Linked DNA regions of Sus scrofa: region 2 is linked to region 1. Evidence: chromatin contacts called from public Hi-C data. All regions are on one chromosome and are shown on one strand. The core of a region is the stretch at or near the end of the contact, and the rest is flanking DNA. Distances in the headings are between cores, read along the strand shown. Region 1 has its middle 480 kb from the start of ANKRD50. Region 2 has its middle 490 kb from the start of SPRY1.

Evidence for each region. Hi-C and Micro-C count contacts between places; a contact is called where the count stands out from the background.
Region 2: a Hi-C map of fetal skeletal muscle shows a contact between it and region 1, with 1.6 times the contacts expected there. The contact joins two enhancer-like sites. A contact is called at or near these places in 4 of 47 Hi-C or Micro-C datasets (alveolar macrophages, embryonic fibroblasts, fetal skeletal muscle and 1 more).

What each region holds. Positions count from the first base shown.
Region 1 is chr8:100,258,524-100,262,933 of Sscrofa11.1, reverse strand. No RefSeq gene overlaps it. Among named protein-coding and RNA genes, the nearest start is that of ANKRD50, 480 kb to the right of the region's middle. Within about 2 kb of position 1,888, at least 1 of the 83 cell types and tissues checked has an H3K27ac peak or open chromatin away from gene starts, as enhancers often do. A contact at or near this core is called in fetal skeletal muscle, where this site is marked.
Region 2 is chr8:100,372,048-100,376,457 of Sscrofa11.1, reverse strand. No RefSeq gene overlaps it. Among named protein-coding and RNA genes, the nearest start is that of SPRY1, 490 kb to the left of the region's middle. Within about 2 kb of position 2,512, at least 10 of the 83 cell types and tissues checked have an H3K27ac peak or open chromatin away from gene starts, as enhancers often do. A contact at or near this core is called in fetal skeletal muscle, where this site is marked.

The DNA.
Region 1 (4,410 bases), core at 639-3,138:
TGCTGTGTAAATAAAAATGGAAAGGGAAAAGTCCACTCCTCGCTTTTAAAAAAGTCTGTTCAGAAATAACTAAAATAGTTTAGTATAAGAAGATCTGAGTTACAGTTAGCATGTGAACTCAGCCTTTTACATTTGCATAGTATGTCTTGGGGAGAGAGGTGGTTTTTCAACAGGATTTAGAAAAGGACTTCAGGCTACTCTTATCCAACATATTTTATTTATTGAGGGACAAGTTGACTTTGGTTAACATCTACTAATAGGAATGTCAATATTTCATACATATATATAAGTATACACATCTACAAATGTATTATACACACATACAGCTATACATATATGTATATATATGTATATATACACATCTACACATGCATATACACACCGAGTGTGTTTACACTGATCTACATCTGTATATATACACACATATAGCTATACATATATGGATATATACAGCAACTTTAAAATACATAATACAATACATGTAAATGTAAATGAAGACCTAAAAGATTAAAATTTGAGGGAAAATAAAATACTTACTTAATAATTTTACATGAATACATTCTCCTTGCAAAATATATTTAAATATTTAAAAAATTTAAAAAATTAAATATTTAAAAACTAGAAATCCCCTCATATCACTAATCTAATCTTAGGTCATGGAAAAAAAACTAGTCTACTTTCTCTTTATTCCTATGAATATACTGAACCATATGAAACTTGTAGATTGTAGCTTGAAAATAACTAAATATTACCAATTTCATATGACTCAAACCAACATTTTAATTTTGGAAATAAAAAAATACTATTTTACTCTGTGTATCTAATGGAATTTCATTTTAATTATTTAAATGTTGTTTTTTTAAAAAAACTTTCCAGCATTGCTTAATATTCTGTGGTACAGAATTAGCCAGTCTTTCAATAATTAAGTTTTACATTAAACTACCTTCTTCATCATAATATATTATACATATTTCCTTGAACAAATGGATGTTTCCCTAAGGTGAATCCTAGAAGTAAATTATTAGGTCCACATGAATTCACTTTTTTTTTTTTTACTAGATGTCACCAAATGTCAATACTTATTTTCCATCTCAGAAAAATGTGATATACTTTTACCTAATATTAACATTTGGTATTTTCCCATTAATTTGGGGGTCATTTTTTAAGTTAAACAGATTTTAATTGCTGTAATTTATTTTTTCTTATTATTTGTGAAATTAAGCATTTGAAGTATCTTCTGTAATCTGTGCAGAAGATTTTTTTCCTTACCTAAAATAGCCAAGACTTTAAAATATGAACATTTCTTAAATACCCAAAACACTTATGCATAAAAAGGAAATGGCTCTTATATGTAATGCCTTCACTTGTACAAATAAATCGATTTAAGCTGTTAAATTCTTGGCAAGTGTTATTTTCAACTTTCCTTCTCCTCTACAAATAAAATCATTTATAATTTATTAACTCCATAAGCATTGAGGTCTTAAATGTGTTTCCTGAAAATGAATTATTTTCTCTTCTAAATAAAACATTTTCATTATGGGCCAAAATATAATCACTGTATTTCACATCAGCCAGTGTTCACTTTAAAATAAATGTTATACATTTTGATAAAGTTCCTAGAAATGCATTAATGTAAGGATGTAACACAAATCTTTCATTTCAAATTTCTGACTTATACAGGTAGGATTTGTTTCTTCCTGAACTGAACAGGAACTCTAACTAGTACTCCTTGGCCCCCAAATATTCCATCCCTAGTGCATCCTTTGCTACTGCAAAAATAGAGGTTTCACAAATTTTACTACCTGGGCTCAGGTTTCAAAACTGGGTTGAGAAAATGGAGTAAGAGTGACCTTTAGTGGTCATTCTGAGTAATCACAAACGGATATAATCTGTCTCTGGGGGATAGATGCAGAAGTCTGTTTGCTGGACTACTTAAAGCAGAAACATAGTAAGTGAGAACTGGCTAACCATGATACTTTTTATGTCCTTCTCTTCTAGAAGAAGATCAAAAGTCTGTGAGTTCAGACAGCTGAAAAGGTGCATTTTTAATTGGTAAATGGAAATCTAGTCACATCTCTTAATAAGAATTAGGAACTTCAAAACCTAAATCCCCAAAGAATAGATTGGAAAAGTACCATTTAATTGAGGGAACAATCCTTTGCTTTCTACAGATTGGCAAAAGCCACCTGGTAATCTTTTGAACTTCAGAACTAAGCCCCAATAAGAGTTACTTGTTAGCAGCACTTTTGATCTTAGAAAAAAGTCTTCTCCCACTTAAAATTAAAGTCAGTTATTGATAAGAATTAAATGCTCAAAATGTACTTGTACTTTTTAACAGACATCTGTACCTACTTCTGTAAGTACACCTTAAAATAGAATATCTCCATAATTAAGACATTTGACTCTTAATAACTTAGTCTCTCTTCAATGGAAGTACTCCAATGTCAAAAGATAGACAAATTACTGCAATATTCTTTTTTTTTTTTTTTTTTTGTCTTTTTCACCTTTTCTAGGGCTGCTCCAGCAGCATATGGAGTTCCCAGGCTAGGGGTTGAATCAGAGCTGTAGCCACCTGCCTACTCCAGAGCCACAGCAACATCAGATCCGAGCCTCGTCTGTGACCCACAACACAGCTCACAGCAACGCCGGATTGTTAACCCATTGAGCAAGGCCAGGGATCGAACCCGCAACCTCACGGTTCCTAGTCGGATTCGTTAACCACTGCACCACAACAGGAACTCCTACTGCAATATTCTTATTAAAATCACGTCATAGCCTTTTTTTTTTTTCAAAACAGGACTTTCAGTGTTATAAGTAATCTGTGCATTCATTTAAATGCTTTAAAAAACTGTTTTCTTTTAATAAATTGTAATATTTATTACTTATGTTATTAAACTAACTTTTTTTCCAAAAAAGTTTTTCTGACAAAATCCATTTTTGTGTTTGATGACATATTTTTATGAGACAGGAAAACCAGAAATGAATAACACTTTAACAGAATCAAGTTTTCTGAATCAGTGTCTTTTAGACTGGCCCATTCTAAAAATGCATGACATTTATAAAACACAAAAGTGATGGAGTTCCCGTGGTGGCGCAGTGGTTAACAAATCCGACTAGGAACCATGAGGTGCGGGTTTGATCCCTGCCCTTGCTCAGTGGGTTAAAGATCCGGCATTGCCGTGAGCTGTGGTGTAGGTCACAGACACGGCTCGGATCCCGAGTTGCTGTGGCTCTGGAATAGGCTGGTGGCTACGGCTCCGATTGGACCCCTGGCCTGGGAACCTCCATATGCCGCGAGAGCGGCCCAAGAAATGGCAAAAAGACAAAAACAAAAACAAAAAACAAAAAAAACCCCCACAAAAGATGGATAAAAACAATGTGGTTTAATGGAAAGGCCATCAGATTGAGAATTAAGAAATTGCTTTTTACTCTTATTTTGCATATCAGTTTGCTTCCAGGTACTTGACAAATGAAGATACTAATTAAATGACAATATGATTTCTTTGAAAATAATAATACATATGCATATTATAAGTTTGAGATAATTGTAACTAAAAAATTAAATGGATAATTGAAATCTATTTTAGATAGTTCCTTCAAGATACAAACACATATATCATATATTTATGTATTTATACATATACATATACACAAATATGTGTATATAGATATATACAACTATTAACTCAATCACTGTTCCATCATCTATTACTATGAAACAAATATCTCCAAAATTTAATAACATAAAAAAATGATTTTATTAGGTTCATGATTTTGTGGGTGAAGAATTCAGGCAGAGAACAGCAGTTCTTTTTTTTTCAGGATGTCTGGGGCCTAAAACTGGTTAACTCTAACTGGTGAAGATGACTGGGATGGCTTTACTAGTACCATATTAATTTTGTCTGTCAGCTGTTTCCTCAGTTCTTCTCCACATGGCCTCTCCCTGTGGGTAGCTTCAGATGCCTTTAGCAAAAGAGTATCATACTGCTTATGCCTGATTTGGATTCTAGGAGGGAATGTCCAAGAGACACATCTGTCATCAAAGCATACTATATTTACGACAAAGATCACAGACCCCCATCTCTTAATGGGAGGAGTGTCAAGGAATTCTTGACCATCTTTAATCTGTTAAAAACAGGAAAAATTTATGTTTTTGATATATTTTAGCTACTCCACATGGCTGGAGGAAAGCCAGGGGCCCAGTTCTACTCTTATGTCAAAATTCATAAACTGGATAATAAACCAATTAGGTAATTTCATTATTAGCAGAAACATTAAGGTAATGTGATAATAAAATGCAATAAAATAAATCCACAGATAAATTTAAAAACTGTGATTGATAGTAAATAATCTTTATTTTTTTAAATATCCATTTTTTCATTACCTTTCCATTGGATTCCAGATGTTGCA
Region 2 (4,410 bases), core at 1,263-3,762, 110 kb before region 1:
GAGGTTATGCATCTTGTTCTCATGGTTGCAAGATGGCTGATGTGCCTTTAGCATCATGCCCACATTCCATGCAGAAATAAGTAAGAAAGTGTCATCAGAGAGGACCCTATGGGAAAGAACCACCCTACTACTTCATGTCCTCCACCTTCCTTTAGTTTGTAGAAAAACTTTAGTCTCCTAGGCTTTCCCCCAAGTCCCAAAGAATACATTTAACCAGAGAAGGAAAAAATAAATAAATAAAAATAAAAAAAAGCAGAAACAAAGAAAAACAATCAAGCAAGACAAAATAATATTTTAGCATTAAACAAAGTCAAGGACCTTTAGTTTCTCCTCAAGGGCTAAAGAAGTTAACTATGTAGAAGAAGTTAACCATATGCTGTTCACAAGCACAGAGACCCCAGATCAGTTGGAACCAGAAGGTTGATGATGCTGCCTCATCAACCAACCAATCAGGAGAATATTCAGAGCTGATAAAGCACCCCGCAACCCTTTCCCTCACCTTGTCTTTAAAACCCCTCCCATGAAAGCCATCAGGAAGTTGGAGCCTTTTGAGCACTAGCTACCTAGACTCCTCACTTTGTTCCCTGTAATAAACGCTGCATGTTCCTTTACCACAAACCAGTATCAATAAATTGGCTTTACTGTACTTAGGCGAGCAGATCCAAATTTGGCTCAGTAACAAAGGGCGCAGGGCGAAAGATATAAGCCACAAATACATTCTACAAATTAATGATGAATGAGTCTTTTTTTTTTTTAAATCATGAAAACAACAGCTTTCCTGAAACCCCCATGTAGCATTCTTCTGTTTTCATTTCATTGGCCAGAATTTTGCACATGGGCTATATCAAAATGCTAGAGAGTCTGGGGCAGTTTTGAGTGGGCACACTGGCATGCTGAAAAAGAGGGAGAAACAGATGTTGTTGGTTGGTACCAAGTAGTATTATCAAAGCTACCTCTCTTAAATGGACATAAAGAAACTACTACAACTGTGAGATGATAAAAATCCTCCAGCTCTATTTCATTGAAGAATTTGTAAAAAATGACAATGAAAAAATTCAACCACTGTTTTGAAATGTAGTAAAAGAACAAACTTAAGGTGTTATTTTAAACTTGGAGAGAGACACTAACTAGGCACGTTTTTTCCTTACCCCCCATGCCTGCCTTCCATTTTTCCTTCTAAACTTATAAATGGTTACAGTCTCTTTTTATTGCCCAGTGTGCATTGTTTACCAAACTGTGTTTGAGGCTTCATCGGCCCCCACCACAGGGAAGCTGAACCCACAGCTAGCACTCCAAGAGTGACACTGCTTCCATAACAGCAGCTCCACTCTGTGCACATTTCTGTCAGGGCACACTGAATAATGGTTGCGTGGCTAAAATAATTAGAAAACCACCAATTCAAGCCTAATTCTCTAATTGTACAGAAAAAGAAACCAAGCAAAAGTTAATAAAACTGATCAAAAGTTCAACGGAACATAAGAGGCAAAGCCTTGCTTTTATTTATCTTTCTATTTTCCCAGTCATCTTCTAACTAAAGATGACTATAATTCCAGTCATATTTAACAAACTTATTAACAGGTTGTTAAAAAGTTATCATTGTTATTGCTAATTAAAGAGATGGGCTTAAGAAGGAGCTGGGATTAGAAATCATTGCCATATAATAAATGTTTAGTAAAAAAATATATTTTCACAACAGACTCATTATTTCAGATTTTTTTCAGACTCAAAAAAATTACTGTGAAATAATATATACCTACGTTTTACTGATTTCTCCAAGAATCCCTGCACATGAAAATTAGTGTGTGTGATTTATCTATGTAATAATACACGTATTGCAAAACTTTACGACAAGATACTGGTGTTAGATACATGTGCCCTCTGTTCGAGGAGCCCAGAAACTTCATTTGTGTCAAACAGGGTACAGTACCAAATACCTGGTCATATAATCAGAAAATATTTTTCTACATTTCCACTAATGTTCTTTAGTCTCTGGGGCTGAAGTGGTCAAGATTTTGTTACAAGGCACTATAAGAATAATGGCTCTGGTACAGCAGTCTTCCTCTAAGAAGAAAATAGCTGCGTTTGTTATTTTAAAATCTGCATTGGCCAAAATAATTTCTGCTTAAAACCATAATGATGAAGCTGGGAAGTATGAAATTTTCAATATCCCCACCAAAATCGGTTTGCAATCTTGTTTTGAATTTGATATATCTTATTATGATGAAATTCTTAATGGTTTTAATTTATTTGGCTTATGATTTTAATTATACATTCATTTTTATAACAGCTTGCAACTGTTTAGAATTTCATCACGATGGCAAGCAAGAATATGTGTATCCCTTAATAACATTTGTTTGTTATTTTTAATAACTTCTTGAAACTCTTAATCAGAAAGGAGTTATAGAACAAAGAACTCCAACAATGACCATAACATGAGGAACTGATTTTGCACTCTGCAAATACGCTGAAGGATGAGACCAGCAAAAACAGGGTGGTGCTTCAATAGACGCCCTTCTCTAAAAACAACAGCTGGATGTGCCTGTTGCTACCAGAGGGGGAGGGTAAGGATGGAAGAAACATATTTTTTCAGTGTTGGAAAGTTTTCAGTGAAATCATGATGTCACCAGGATATGTTTTGTCTGTGACTATAATTTGCATAAGTTCCTTCCCATGAAACTATGAAAAATACAAAGGAATGTCTTATGGTACATTTTGTGTCTAGGGTGCCAATACTTTTAAGAGTCCATGAAGAAGATATCATGTATGAAGAATTTGGTTTGTAAATTCTTTCCTATTCTCAAAGGAAGAATAAGAAAGAAAAGAAACAGGACTTGCAAATGCTACAACTTCACATTATACTCATAGAAGGACTGGGATTGTTTTGCATTCCTAATCATTGACTAATATTTTAACTTTGTACTACATACTCTGGAGGAGAGGATCCTCATTTTCTTTCATATTTATGTCTTAAGATATCTACTCATTTTTTTATTCTTCCTGTTATAATTACTTCAGACATTTTATCAAATTCCTGTCTTTGAAAGATTTTAATCATCAAACAAAACGTATTTAGAACACATTTTTAGAGATATTTTGATATCAAGTTAAGGAGTATCTTGATGCAGAGCAGAGATATTCAAGTACCAAATAAATGTCTGGAAATCAACAGCCATTGAGCTTTAAGTGTTCTATACAGGAATTTGAGCACTATGTGCACGATTCAAATTGGCTCATCAGTCCCTATATAAATTCCAGGATATAAATAACATGATGGGAAGAAGGGTGGAGGCAGGAGAAATGGGTAAGTTAGAGATGGATATGACAGATCCCTCAATACTTTTGTAAATTTAATATTGAAAATATTTAGTTTTACATTTATTGATGCCCTTATTTTCTAGTTATGACTGAAAGGTATTTGAGCAAATACTCCCACTGAAAACAAGTAACAAGTTATATATATACATATATATATATGTTTATATATATATATAAATACACACATGCACACACATATATATTTACATCATTACAAAATCAAATAATCAAAAACATAAGAAGACTTCTCAGGACAACTTCTAGCCAAAAGCAAGAACCTAGAGCAGTAAGACAATGACTGAAGCCACTTTTATCCTTGAAGGCCTTTGCTGAATGAGGCAAACTTGACCTTCAGTTTTGAGGTCTGTACTGGGACATAAAGGGCTAAATTCAAGGCTCAGTATCTGCCTAGAGTGGAGAGTCAGGGGCAGTCCAGTCCTCAAGTGGAAGCAGCCAAAAGTTGTATCCTCTGAATAAGAATGAAGAGGAATTAAGCTATCCCCTTTCCTGTTTACTCCCAGAAGAATTCAAAGAAATGTGCCTAAACCCTGAGCCAAACTAGAGGGAAACCTTCCTGAGAAGTTGTAACCATGCATCATCTCTATCATGGATCTGCAGCACCAGTTAATACTACCGGTATTATCATACACAGCTGAAACTGAATTTAACTTTAAATGATTCTTTAATCATTAAAATGATTGGTAGTATTCTCCATTACTTGGTAGGAACAATACTGAATACTTTCTGGAAGAATCTACTTTCATCTCAGACTTAAAAATTGTCAAAAATTTTCAAAAAGAAAAGCATCCATATAATCAAAAATGAGCAAATATACATGGAAAAAAATTCACATGAGCAGAACAAATGGAAAAAACAGACAATACAAAGATATTTACAAAACAATCAAACAAAAACAACCCTCCTATCTTTGAAGCAAATATGAGGAAAAAAAAGACCTCTGAGTCTTACTCTCCTTGTACTCTCTGGCAGAATATAATCATAGTATTGCTCCTTTCCATCACATTGTTTAGTCATTTCTTGATTTACAAAGATCCCCCAGTCCTGAAAGAATAAAACTGACTAAGGGACTCATTA